2 separate regions of the Mus musculus genome follow, and region 2 is linked to region 1. The links are chromatin contacts, called in public Hi-C maps. All regions are on one chromosome and are shown on one strand. Each heading gives the region's core, a stretch centred on a gene start, on an enhancer-like site or on the middle of the called end of the contact. The rest is flanking DNA. Distances are from core to core; before and after follow the strand shown. Region 1 holds the start of Slc7a14 (solute carrier family 7 (cationic amino acid transporter, y+ system), member 14). Region 2 has its middle 130 kb from the start of Slc7a14.

Region 1 (6,575 bases), core at 2,848-5,347:
GGAAATCCCATGTATGTTTTACAGATGAGAAGGGAGTCTAGGTGTATAATGGCACCAACTGGCACACGCACTCCTGGTTCAAGCCATCTATTTCTCCCCTGCTTATCACAGTGTATTTACTAAGATAAGAGAGACACTCATTACTATGTGTATTTGAACTCTGGACAAGAGTAAGGTTACCTCTAGATTGGAAGCTAGGAAACCAAACCAAACCGAACTGAACTGAACCGAACCGAACCGAACCAAACCAAACCAAACCAAACCAAACCGAACCACCACCCCATTTATAGAGTTTATAGGAAGCAGATTCTTGAGGTTATCAGCTCCTCAAAGCTGATACAGAGCTCCTTGCTGTCTGGACTACCCTGTCCATCTGTGGGGCTAGAGATAGAGTAGGCACAAGTATTCTTTTCTCCTTTCTGGGAAGAAGCTTCAAAAGAGTCTTGAATCCTTAATTTGTCTCAATGCCTAGTTCTTTGTTGCCGTGAGAATTTTTTTTTTTTTTTTTTTTTTTTAGCACTTTCTAAAGTGGCATTGTCTAACAAAGCTTCTGACAAGATAATCACTTGTCACCTATGGTTATTGAGCACTTGAAATATGAGATACTGACTGACTTCTAAACATTTTAGTTACAGTTTGACTTTAAATAGGTCTATGTAGCTCTTGATTACTGTACTGGACAGAGAGGTTCTATATGGTTTAAGATTATGGCTCATAGGGCCCAGAACACCCCATCAGTAGCATCTTTAGGCTTGTGGGGTTATTTAATATGAACTTAATATGAATTATGCCTTAACTGGGCATAAAGGAGGGAGGGGCTGAAGCAAATTGTTGGCAATAACAACAAGAAGACATCTGGGGATCTCTGAGGAAGGACTAACAAATGGAAGATGGAAGATCCATTTGCATTTCAGTGCCATTTGGATTGAATTTGAATTTCTAAACTAAGATTTGGAGCAAGACAGCACCATCAATTCAGTGTAAAAATGTCTACTCACCAGGGCTACAGGAATCCAAAGAATGAAGATGAGATTTTACTACAGGCTGTTAAAAGAAGCACGGAGAAGTGAATGAGCTGTCAGAGTCTGCTAGGATGGCTGGCCATCTCAGGACAGTCTCTGATGAAGCTCTGTACTTGAGAGAATTGGGGAGACCCCAAGAAACGATAGATGAAAGGACTTGGCATCATGACTAACCTGTGGAGAGCATTTTATAAACGCTGGCACTATTTAGTGATTTGTATATCTTCCTAGATTATTTTAGAGCCTTCTTCCAAGTCCATCTGAAGCATGGAGAACTGCTTAGCATCATCAGTTTGGGGAAAATTGTGCCATTGGACTGAGTCAGAGAAAGTATAGGTAACAAGGGCATGGTGGAGACAGCCACAGCATCATCCCTGTTTGCTTTATGGGAAACATCACTGAAGATTGGTTATGTGTTTCAGGGACACTGAGGTAGACGGCACTGGAGTGGAACCAGAAGAGGAAAAAGATGGGAGAAATAGCTAAGGGGAATGACTATCTGCATGTTAGACATTTGTGCCTTATCGTGATTATCTGTGAAAGGTGACCAAGAAGGCATTGCGGGTAAATAGTTCAGGCCCTGTGGGTGAGTGAGAAGGGTGCTGGCTCTGGAAAGTATTTGCAGGATTAAGATACTAACTTCAATTAAGTGACTGGGAAGAATGGGAGCCCTGAGTTCCCACAGTCTGCTTTCTGTAAAACAACGTTGCCAAACACATGTTTACCACCATTACAACAGAACGAATCTAAAATGAAGGCATATCTGGGTTTCCAGGCTTGCTCACTGTTTCACTCTTCCCGTTCTTGTCCTTCCAGGAAAGCCTGCTGGTTTAGCTTCCAACCTGTTTCTGTAAAACTGGCGCTCAAGTTGTGTGAACAGTTGTGGCAAGCACAAGACAGTTGGCAGGGTGGGGGCGAGTGACAGTGGGTGGGTGAGCAGATTAAAGAAGAAATGACTAGAGAGATAACGGAGTGTGTGAAGGAGAATGCAGCCCTCCTTTTGTCAATTACTATATCCCTGCTTCTCATCACAGCTGTTGAAAGTTACATTCATGAGCAAGATCATATAAGTGACTTGGACATGGGAGCTGAGCAGTATACAGTGTGAACGCAACCTCTAACTGTAGATTTTCAAGATCCCTAACTGTAGATTTTCCATCTGTGTTATATACGGTTAAGCACTGGTGTGAAGTTTAAACTAGATGGCATTGTCTAGCAGAGTATAGATGCTCAGTAAATAGTCTCTCCCCGCCCCCATTCCCATTGCCTCACCCCATTCTTCATCCCACCCATGGAACACTAAAGAAATAAACCTACAGTGTATTAAAATTTGTGTTTGGAGGATGAGAAAATACGCGGTGGTGACAGAAGCATACAGAGGAGAGTCATAACCCAAAGCAAGCCTGAATCCATCTCCCTTTTAATTAATCCACTTATTTTTCTGTAGACTTACAGTTCTCTGGTTCCTAAAAGCTACAGAAATGTTTATCAGGACAGCATCCCTAACTGCTTTTTCAACACTATGAACCGGAAGACTTGGAACAGGAAGAACGAGGGCATCATCCAGAGTTATCAAGCCACATCCTGGAATGACAGGGCCCCCTTGTTTTTCTACCCAGACATGCTGGGAACCTCCAACGAAAGTCTGGGAAAGCAGAGAACTGGGAAAGCAAAGGATACTCGCTTGTTTTCTTGGTAAACACGAGACAATGCCCTTTAGGTGTTAGATCTCAACTGCAGGGAAAGCTGACCAGCCAGCACGGATCCCACCAGTCCCCAGGTATTTACCGCGCAGCAGACAACTTTCAGCACCCCGGACAGCGGCACACCATCCCAACTCTAGCCAGCTCTTCAACCTGTCCCCAGCTCTCAGAGGCAGATTATCCCTGCAACCCTTAGTTACTCTGGCCAGTTACTGCCTCTGCCACGCAGGCGAACATCCTTTGAGTCTCTCAACTCAAGCTCTCAATGAACCGAGTTTCGCACACGTAGCGGAATCACTATCAAGAAGAGACGACAGCCTGTGCTGCTTCCACCTTCCCTCATCTTTCTTCTGTAAGTCATTTGACAGCTTCTACCTTACAGTTTGATCATGATGTAAAATGCACACTTGGCGGGGGAGGAGGGTGACTCAGTGGAGACAGAAGGCTTGGGGCCACGCCACCCTACTCTGGCCCTCAGAATTTGTGGGAAACTGAGATGTGTTTTGGGGCTGGGAAAAAGGCCCCAAAGAGGCGAAGCAGTGCGTGCGAGAGTCCTCTCGAGAGCCGCGGGCTCCGGGCAGGAACCTACCCAGATAGCTCTCCCGTCACATCCTCCTCACTGCACGGTCTCCCGCTTGGCCGGGGACAGATGGTCCTCGTGGCGCACCAGCCTAGTCGGGGCGCAGGGCTCCATTGGAGTCCCTTTGAAGAGTTTTGCTCTGGTTAAAGGACAGATTCATGTCCCCGCCTTCCTCTGGGACTGCGGCCCGGAAAACACCTCTCCTTTTTCCAAGGGCTCAATCCCAGGCCAAGAGCCCAGTTGCCCCCGTCAGGTGCGTGGATAGGCTTGGAGGACAGGACGGGCCCCGCGACTGCGGAGACCTGGGAGGCCCACACTGTCATCCCCAGCATCTTAGCCTCTCGCTCCCGCCGCAGCGGAGGCTGCGCCAGCCCGCGCTCCGCCTGCCGGCTCCCGCGAGTCCCCTCATCGAGGATGCTACCGGGGGACCCATTCCCAGTGGAAGCCCGCGCGACCCTGACCTCGCTCCTTGGTCTTTCCAGAGATCCCCTTCCCGTAGGTCGCCCTCAACCTCCGCGCCATGTTCCCGCTTCCACCCTGCAGGTGTCTGGGGCTCCCTGGTTCATCTTAGTCTCCGGGGTCCAGCTGGGAAGCCCGGGGCCGCGCTGGGGGCACAGACTGTGGTGAAGAGGGCATCCACTCACCAGAGGGGCTGGAGGTGATGGCCTGAACTGGATGCTAATGTCCGGCGGTCTGCACTTAGAGCTGAGATGAGGGCGGTGGTAGTGATAAAGGAAGGCAGGAGACAGCGGACGTTGCTGAATCGCTCTTCAATTATTCAGATTGAAACCCCTCCGCACCCCTCCCGCGCCTGCCAGTTTGCTCTCCAGCTTGCCTATCTCCGCCTCCTTGTAATCACGTGGCTAACCCAGCCCTTTCCATTACCGAGTCCTAGCACCACTCCCGCCGCCCCTTCCCGCACCCCCCCGCCCCCCCACCCCGCCCCCCGGGTCTGTCACTCACTACACCTCACCCGCCTTCCAGGTGCGGCCTCCAGCCTCTGCTACCTTTCTGGTGCTTGGAGCAGAGGAGCCCGGGCAGTTCTATGCTCTGGGAAGGCAGGGTGGGGTAGGACTCTGCAGTGTCGCTGTACTGTTTGGGCTGGCTTCTGCCAACAGCTCCACCTCTCCTGGATTCAGCTACCCAGCCAGGCCTGCTTCCTGCTCGCTGGAAGCTACCCCACTACCTCCTTGAGGTGGTCTTGGTACTCTTAACTTTTCCCCCTCCACCTCACTGTCACTGTAAACAAGGGATGGGGAGGTTAGTCTCTCTCTCAGCTCTCAAAGAAGACAAGACCAAAAGCTCAAATAGATCCAGCTTAGTTTAGAGTCCACAACATTTCATGGATTTGAGGTTTCTGAAGATCTACAAGGATTTTCAATCTATGACTTGTAGCATTTAACGTCTTGCTTTTTCTTCCCTTGTCTGTGAAATGAACATCTCCTAGGACTGTAGAGAGAGTTGACATGCTCTTGAAGTTGCCTAACTCAGTGCTAGACACACGCAGAGATCGGTAAGTGAGAGTCTTTCTCTTGCCTCTATTAAAATAATAATACATTTCAGAAAACAAGAAGCATGTTATTTATGTATGTGTTAGTGGAATGGAGCTGATGCCATGTAAACCTCTTCTATGAGAAATAAAAGTTACTAAGTTTGTTGTGTTCAGGGAGATTACTGGCTGGCTGCTGTCTTTTCACGTAGGGCAAGTTCACATCTAAGTACGTCCAATCATGGCCCGGACAGTCCTGGTACATTCACCATTCATGCTCAACACTCCCTTGAGCCTACAGGAGCCTTGGTGAGCCATCACTATGACTTAAGCCTTTAACTAGTTGTTCATAGTATTTCTGACTTCTTTGGATGCCCACAAAGCTGTGAGATGTTGCAGAAAAAGGGTAAGGTTAAAGAGTCAGAATTTGGGATGTTGAAGCAGGCTGTTCAGGGGACACATGTAATCCTTGACTGATCGCCTGAGGCCTCGGAGTTTTATCTTAAAAATGGGCAGAGAATGTCTACTCTCTGAGACAGTTTTGTTGTTCAGATGAACTAATCGTTAGCCTATGAGAAGCTATAGTGGTAAAGCATAAACAAATACATAATAAACCTGTGGCCAGCAGGAGGTGTTGCCCGTGTTAGTCCAGGTATATTACGGGTTTAGGAGAGGGAAGCTGGGGTTTGTTAGGGGACAGCTACTGAGAAATCCCCAAGTTTACAAGTGTACCTGAAACTCAAGGGCTATGCAGGTCTCAGAGATTAGTGCCACACTCCTCTGAGATGGATCTTTTAAAATTAATCTCTCCTCATCCAGGACCATCTTTTGGATGCCAGGCAGAATCTCAGCAGTGGATATTTACGAATTGGTGTAATTTTGTGCCGTATTTCAGCATAACAGGGTTTAGGTTGGTAATCTAAAAAAACAGATGGGGGAGGGCTGGAGAGGTGGTTCAGAGATTAAGAGCACTGACTGCTCTTCTGAAGGTCCTGAGTTCAAATCTCAGCAACCACATGGTGGCTCACAACCATCTGTAATGAGATCTGATCTCCCTCTTCTGGGGTGTCTGAAGACAGCTACAGTGTACTTACATATAATAAATTAATTAATTAAAAAAGAAAGATCAGTCAGTTCCAAACCCCAAACATTCCTAGTCCAAGAGCAGGAATAGACCTTCGCTGATATTGGAAAAGTGATAACTGTTTTCTAATCCACTGCTAACAAACCCAGCACAACCCTGACACAAACCAGAGAATCTGCTACCCTTAAGCAAATTCCAACCCCAAGTCCTGGCACACTTCCTTAATAAGCTTTAGATATCTATCTAGGCCTTCCATATTTTTTAGGGAAACCATTGATCCAGGAGCCATCAATGTTCCTGCACATGCTACTTTAAAATTTGTCTAGGTGAAGTGCTGCCTCTGACACCCTACCTGTACTGGTTGGTTGTATGTGTCAACTTGACACAGCTGGAGTTATCACAGAGAAAGAAGCTTCAGATGAGGAAATGCCTCCATGAGATCCAGCTGCAAGGCATTTTCTCAATTAGTGATCAAGGGGGAAAGGCCCCTTGTGGGTGGGACCATCTCTGGGCTGGTAGTCTTGGTTCTATAAGAGAGCAGGCTGTGCAAGCCAGGGGAAGCAAGCCAGTAAGGAACATCCCTCCATGGCCTCTGCATCAGCTCCTGCTTTCTGACCTGCTTGAGTTCCAGTAATGACTTCCTTGGTGATGAACAGCAGTATGGAAGTGTAAGCTGAATAAACCCTTTCCTCTCCAA
Region 2 (6,575 bases), core at 1,068-3,567, 130 kb after region 1:
TCTCTCACCCATATGTCCGTGGGTGCAGCGCCCCCTACTGGAGCATAACTGATCTACAGTGATCACACCCTTAAAGAAAACTGACTTTCCAATCTCCAGCAGCCATCAACTGTGAACATCTCCTCATGTAACCCTTTGGAGTCTCAGCTATAAAAATGGTTACCTAACCTAACCTTCTTACACGTGTTCGCAACCGGCCAGGAAAGATGCAACAAACCGGAATCTTCTGCGGCAAAGCTTTATTGCTTACATCTTCAGGAGCCAGAGAGCAAGAGCAAGAGCAAGAGCAAGAGCAAGAGCAAGAGCAAGAGAGAGAATGGCGAAACCCCGTCCCTTTTAAGGAGAATTATCCTCCGCCTAGGACGTGTCACTCCCTGATTGGCTGCAGCCCATCAGCCGAGTTGTCGTCATGGGGAAGGCAGAGCACATGGAGTGGAGAACTACCCTTGGCACATGCGCAGATTATTTGTTTACCACTTAGAACACAGGATGTCAGCGCCATCTTGCAACGGAGAATGTGAGGGCGGCTCCCCACATAACCTGTTCGTGGTTACCTAGCAGGTATATGAACTGAGGCTCAATTCTGCTGAAGCAAGGACATCATCAAAGTTGCCCCTAACGTTTATGTTTAGAAGATGGTGTCAGATACCAAGGAACTGGATTTACAGAAGGTTGGTTGAACCTTTGGGAGTGTATCCGTGCTCTTAATCACTGAGCCATCTCTCCAGCCCAGCGTTTGTATTTATATCCCAACTCACAAACTTTTTTGATTTCGTCCTCAGCAGGTATCTGCCAAAGTATCTATTTTAAATCTAGATATTGTTATCTACAAGGTCAGCAAAGAGAGCTGGTATAAAGAATGTAGCTATTTTCTATCATCATCACTCCTTTATCTACATTAGGAGTACATGCCCACCCTTGTTCTTCCAGACACAGTGATCTGTGTGTAGAAGAGTTCTAGCTTAACTTTGAGACCCAGTAAATAAATAGCTAATCAAACTACAGCCCCTTCCAAATCTGGCTACATCCTTAAAGTACTTTATGGGGTTTTTCCTGAAGAGGGAGTTTTGAGGAAGCTGCTCATTTGGAACTTGAATGTGTTCATTATAAAGGATGCCTTTGGCAGATTGGAACGAGGGCTCAGGGGTTAAGAGCTCTTACTGCTTGTAGAAGGTCAGAGTTAGGTTCCCTGTATCTAGCTCCTGGATAGCTCACACTGTGTTCTGACTTCTATGGACACACTCCATAGTGGAGGTACACACATACATGAGTATATCTTTTTTTTACAAAAAAGGATATTTTAATCATCCTAACTTCTGCAGGCTCTCTTCATTCTCCCAGTACCACAGTTCACTGGGGAGAGCCAGCCTGGTAGTGTGGAAACCTCGATGTAATCCATGAGCCCCAGTTGGGTCACTGAAGACAATGGGAGATGTTGAGCAAGAATCTATCTCTTGTGAATGATTGGTCTGTGCAGACTCTGCAGTTGGACTTTCAGAACTTAAATCCTGCCTTTGCTGTTTTGAAAGTATGCTCTCATCGGTGGGATGCTTCATCCCTGAGCCTTGGTTTCCACTGCTGTGCATCAGGGAGTGTAGTCCTGCCTCCCTCTTGGAGAATAACTGAAATGATTCCTGGGAGGACTTTAGAATAGAGTGCTGGCTTTTTCAGTTCGCCATTGTCTTTTAGTTCTAGGCCTTTCTATCTCATTGAATGCCTAATGATGCTCTCTGGAGAAAACCATTCTCACTCCCTCCAGATCTTTTTTGTATTTGAGGAAGACTGGTGCTGTTTAGCAGTTTGTTCTGAGTTAGAACATTCCTTCTCAGAGGCAATGGGGACTCAAGAGTCCCAGGAGGCAAACAAAGTTTCTATGTCAGAGGCAGTTGAGCCTGAGAGGACTCCCCAGAGTCCCTCCCCAAGGCTTTGAAGTAGGAAATGACTGCTGAGGGAGAAGACTGATCAGGGAAGTTGTAGAGAGGAGATTCTCCCACCTGCAGGGCAGTTGTTAAGAGTGCCAAGGCCAGCTTTTGTGAGTCATACCTCATGTTCTGTAAGCTTCTGGTGATGTCACTGCCATTGAGTTGCTCAAAGTCCTGCAAGTAATCCCTTCATCCAGAGTCCTGTAAGTGACCTGATAAACTCATTGGTCCATCAGGTTGACCTTGATACTGCTACTTACTTTGGTCTGTTTGTTTCCTGTCTGAGGTGAGTACACATTACCTCTTCACAACAATACTGTCACACAGCACTGGCATTCTCCTCTCGACAGTATAATATGCTGGCTAGTGATCATTATACAGACCTACAAAAGGCAGGCCTCCAGTCTTGCGTAGCACAGCCCATGTGGTAGGTGGTGTCCTTGGTGATGAGGTTCCTCTGGATCAACAGGGCCTGTTTTATCTCTGACTTCCCTGATGGCTGTACTTCCTGTTTGGTCTGTGCTGGGGGTTGCTGTTACTCTGCCATAATCAAATCTTATGACCTGTGAAAAAGAGATATCGATGAGGCCTTTTTTAAAACTTGTTTCTCTTAATGAGGAAAGACATCTGTTTTCAATTTGAACAATTTTCCTGGAAATTATTCACATTGCTATGGAAACCACATCCCATCATGGCTACAGTGTTGCTGTTGTATGTGTTTTTTTGGATGTATGTGTGAAAAGAAAAGCATTGTGTTTAAGCCAGCATTTGACTTTACTTTCTGCTTCCATCGTGTTAAGAGTAGAGGCTGCCTGCATCTCTGTTCAGTCTTTTAAACCTTGCTATCTTTGAAATTTTTGTATTCTGGTTAATTGGTCTCTCTCTCTCTCTCTCTCTCTCTCTCTCTCTCTCTCTCTCTCTCTCTCATCTATCTCTCTTCATTTTTCTTTCCATGCAGAAGGGATCTCAGGTTATTACAGCATATATGATCTAAACTCAAGTGTCCCAGAGGTAAGGCACATTTATCATCTAATTGACAGAGCTTCCAGGCATCCCTCAAACCTCAGTCAAGCACTGATCCAGCAGTGGCCTGTTCTCACTCTACAGACACTGATCCTGCTACATGTTTTCACTGTATGAACACTGATCCTGCTGCCTGTTCTCACTGTGCACACACTGATCCTGCTGCCTGTTCTCACTGTATGAACACTGATCCTGCTGCCTGTTCTCACTGTATGGACACTGATCCTGCTGCCTGTTCTCACTGTATGAACATTGATCCTGCTGCCTGTTCTCACTGTACAGACACTGACCCTGCTGCCTGTTCTCACTGTACAGACACTGACCTTGCTGCCTGTTCTCACTGTACAGACACTGATCCTGCTGCCTGTTCTCACTGTGCACACAATGATCCTGCTGCCTGTTCTCACTGTACAGACACTGATCCTGCTGCCTGTTCTCACTGTGCAGACACTGATCCTATTGCCTGTTCTCACTGTATGAACACTGATCCTGCTGCCTGTTCTCACTGTACAGACACTGATCCTGCAGCCTATTCTCACTGTATAAACACTGACCCTGCTGCCTGTTCTCACTGTATGGACACTGATCCTGCTGGGTGTTCTCACTGTGCAGACACTGATCCTGCTGCCTGTTCTCACTGTATGGACACTGATCCTGCTGCCTGTTCTCACTGTGCAGACACTGATCCTGCTGCCTGTTCTCCCTGTACAGACACTGATCCTGCACCCTGTTCTCACTGTATAAACACTGACCCTGCTGCCTGTTCTCACTGTATGAACATTGATCCTGCTGCCTGTTCTCACTGTACAGACACTGACCTTGCTGCCTGTTCTCACTGTATGAACACTGATCCTGCTGCCTGTTCTCACTGTGCAGACACTGATCCTGCTGCCTGTTCTCACTGTACAGACACTGATCCTGCTGCCTGTTCTCACTGTGCACACACTGATCCTGCTGCCTGTTCTCACTGTATGGACACTGATCCTGCTGCCTGTTCTCACTGTACAGACACTGATCCTGCAGCCTATTCTCACTGTATAAACACTGACCCTGCTGCCTGTTCTCACTGTATGGACACTGATCCTGCTGCCTGTTCTCACTGTATGGACACTGATCCTGCTGCCTGTTCTCACTGTGCAGACACTGATCCTGCTGCCTGTTCTCCCTGTACAGACACTGATCCTGCTGCCTGTTCTCACTGTATGGACACTGATCCTGCTGCCTGTTCTCACTGTATGGACACTGATCCTGCTGCCTATTCTCATTGTATGAACACTGATCCTGCTGCCTGTTCTCACTGTATGGACACTGATCCTGCTGCCTGTTCTCACTGTATGGACACTGATCCTGCTGCCTATTCTCAATGTATGGACACTGCCCCTGCTGCCTGCTCTCACTGTATGGACACTGATCCTGCTGCCTGTTCTCCCTGTTTGGACACTGCTGTTATGTCACTTGGCCTTCAAACCTCAGGATCCTCATTTAGAACTTGGAAAACCAAACAGTTCACTGCTCAGTCATAGGGACTAAATACAGTGATGTGTGGAAATCCTCTCTCTTGGCTCTGCCTCCTCACAGTTGCTGAAACCCATCACAGCTGCAGAGAAACTCCCTTTCCTGGGCAGGGAAAGGAGGCACGGCCATTGTGCAGAGCCTCACCTCCATACACCTCTCATTCTGAGGGCATAGTATAGAGCTGGGCCTGTCTACTGGGCCTTAAGGGAAGTGGTAGATGTCTCTGTTTCCTATAGCTACACCTTGGGAACATCTGGTGTGAAGAGCTGATAAATTAGCCTCATCTAACACCATCGCATGCAAAGCTCTGAGACAGTCTTGGCTTCTTGCCGTCTGGCTTTGCATTGTAGACTCATCCCCTGGCTGCTGGCCAAGAGTTCACGGCACTCAGAGATGCAGTGTAATCTATGATGATGACTTCTTCTGTCCTTCTGGTCCTGCCTGTCCACAGTGGAAATCTTGGGCACCACACTGGGTGAAACAGAAAAGGAAGGAAGGAAGGAAGGAAGGAAGGAAGGAAGGAAGGAGAAGGGAGGGAGGGACGGAGGGATGGAGGGAGGAAGAAAGGAAAGAAAAGAATACAGAGAAAAGGAAAAAGAAAGGAAGAAAAGAAAAGATAATCAAGCCTAGACTTGGTAAGTAGGCTGTGGTTAGATCTGCGGTAGAGTAGAAAAAATGCTAACAAAGACAGTGCAGAAGGATGTACTTCTCTGTGTGGTGAGAACTGATCATAATCTCTTCCTAGCCTGGAATAAAAGGCTCATCTGGATTCTCGATCCATTGGTCACCAGACCTCAGACTATACCTAGTCACGTACCCTATGTCAGTCTGTTAAAGAATGCTTTCTCTGTCTTAGGTACCGTTCTTGCCTATTTTGATGGATTAGTTTGTCTCAGAACAAGACACCAGGTACTGACTCTGCTTTTGATGATCTATTATGACAGTCAAATTAGTCTTCAAACCTTAGCTCTTCCATCTGTCAAGAAACACATTTCAAAGGGTTGTTCTTGAGCTGGAGAGATGGTCTGGTCCTGGCTAAGTGTTTGCTACAAAAGCATGAGGATCTTAATTTGGACCCCTAGCAATCATGTACAAAGTATCAGGCAAAGCAGAACATACCTACCATTCTGCATGAGGAGGGAGAGAAGGAAGGAAGGAAGGAAGGAAGGAAGGAAGGAAGGAAGGAAGGAAGGAAGGATCCTTGTAGCTCTCTTGGCTAGTCTACTCAAGTTGTTGAGCTCCAGGTTCAGTGAGATACTCTGTCTCGAGACCTAAGTGGAGAGTAATTGAAGAAGACACTGTGTTATGATGGCTAGTTTTATGTCAGCTTGACACAAGCTAGAGTCATTTTGGAAGGGGGGACCTCAATTGAGAAAACGCCCCCAGTTGATTATCCTGTGGGCAAATCTGGGTTGAATTTTCTTAATTGTTGATTAATGTGGGTGTGTCCATCCCACAAAGGTAGGTAGTACACCTGGGCCTGTAGTCCTGGATGGCATTAGAAAGGAGAATGAGCAGGCCATGATGAGAAAGCCAGTAGTCAGCACTTCTCTGCGGCTTTATATCAGCTTCCAGGTTCCTGCCTTGAGTTCTTTCCTTGTCATCCCTGGATGATGAACGCTATGAGCTGAAATAAACCCTTTAATCCCCAAGTTGTTTTTATTCACAGTGTTTTGTTACAGCAATAGAAAAGTAAAAGCAAAAGAAAGCACAACACCGAACCCAAACCTCTGAGCTGTACCCCCACATGCACAGAAGTACCCATACACTGTCCCCATCCCCACAACATACAGTGTCTCAGACACTGAAGTAAGTCCATGCTCATTAAATTAATTCTGTTCCCACTTCTCTCCCAGAGCATCCAGTGAGGTGACCTGAGCCTTGTCTGTAGACACAGGTAGGGTCTGCTTTGAAGACTGGCTTTGGCCATTTTAACATTTGGCAGTTGGTAGTATCTTACAGTCTCCACTCAATGCTCAGACATATGCAAATGTATTGTTATTCTAGAAGGACCAACTGGACTGTAGTCTTCCTGACCATTTAAGAATATTTTAAGGAGGGGATGGGATTCTAGTTAGTGAGTAGATTTTTTTCTATAATTTTTGAAAAGATAAA

The links. A called contact is a pair of places that touch in the nucleus more often than the background predicts.
Region 2: a contact with region 1 is called in a Hi-C map of the N1E-115 cell line, with 2.4 times the contacts expected there. The contact joins the enhancer-like site here to the promoter of Slc7a14 in region 1. A contact is called at or near these places in 7 of 39 promoter capture datasets (3T3-L1-derived adipocytes, the C10 cell line, cranial neural crest and 2 more), 3 of 484 Hi-C or Micro-C datasets (the N1E-115 cell line, liver and nephron progenitors), 1 of 115 datasets of contacts at active chromatin or transcription factors (a beta-TC-6 cell line) and 3 of 9 other capture datasets (adipose tissue, embryonic stem cells and pancreatic islet).

What each region holds. Positions count from the first base shown.
Region 1 is chr3:31,306,222-31,312,796 of GRCm38.p6, forward strand. It overlaps Slc7a14 (solute carrier family 7 (cationic amino acid transporter, y+ system), member 14), which reads right to left and starts at 4,098. Exons shown (of 8, transcript NM_172861.3): 1 at 3,950-4,098. It overlaps Gm15496 (a long non-coding RNA gene), which reads left to right. Exons shown (of 3, transcript XR_880740.3): 1 at 1-3,077; 2 at 4,753-4,818.
Region 2 is chr3:31,433,369-31,439,943 of GRCm38.p6, forward strand. No RefSeq gene overlaps it. Among named protein-coding and RNA genes, the nearest start is that of Slc7a14, 130 kb to the left of the region's middle. Within about 2 kb of position 2,318, at least 13 of the 459 cell types and tissues checked have an H3K27ac peak or open chromatin away from gene starts, as enhancers often do. A contact at or near this core is called in the N1E-115 cell line, where this site is marked.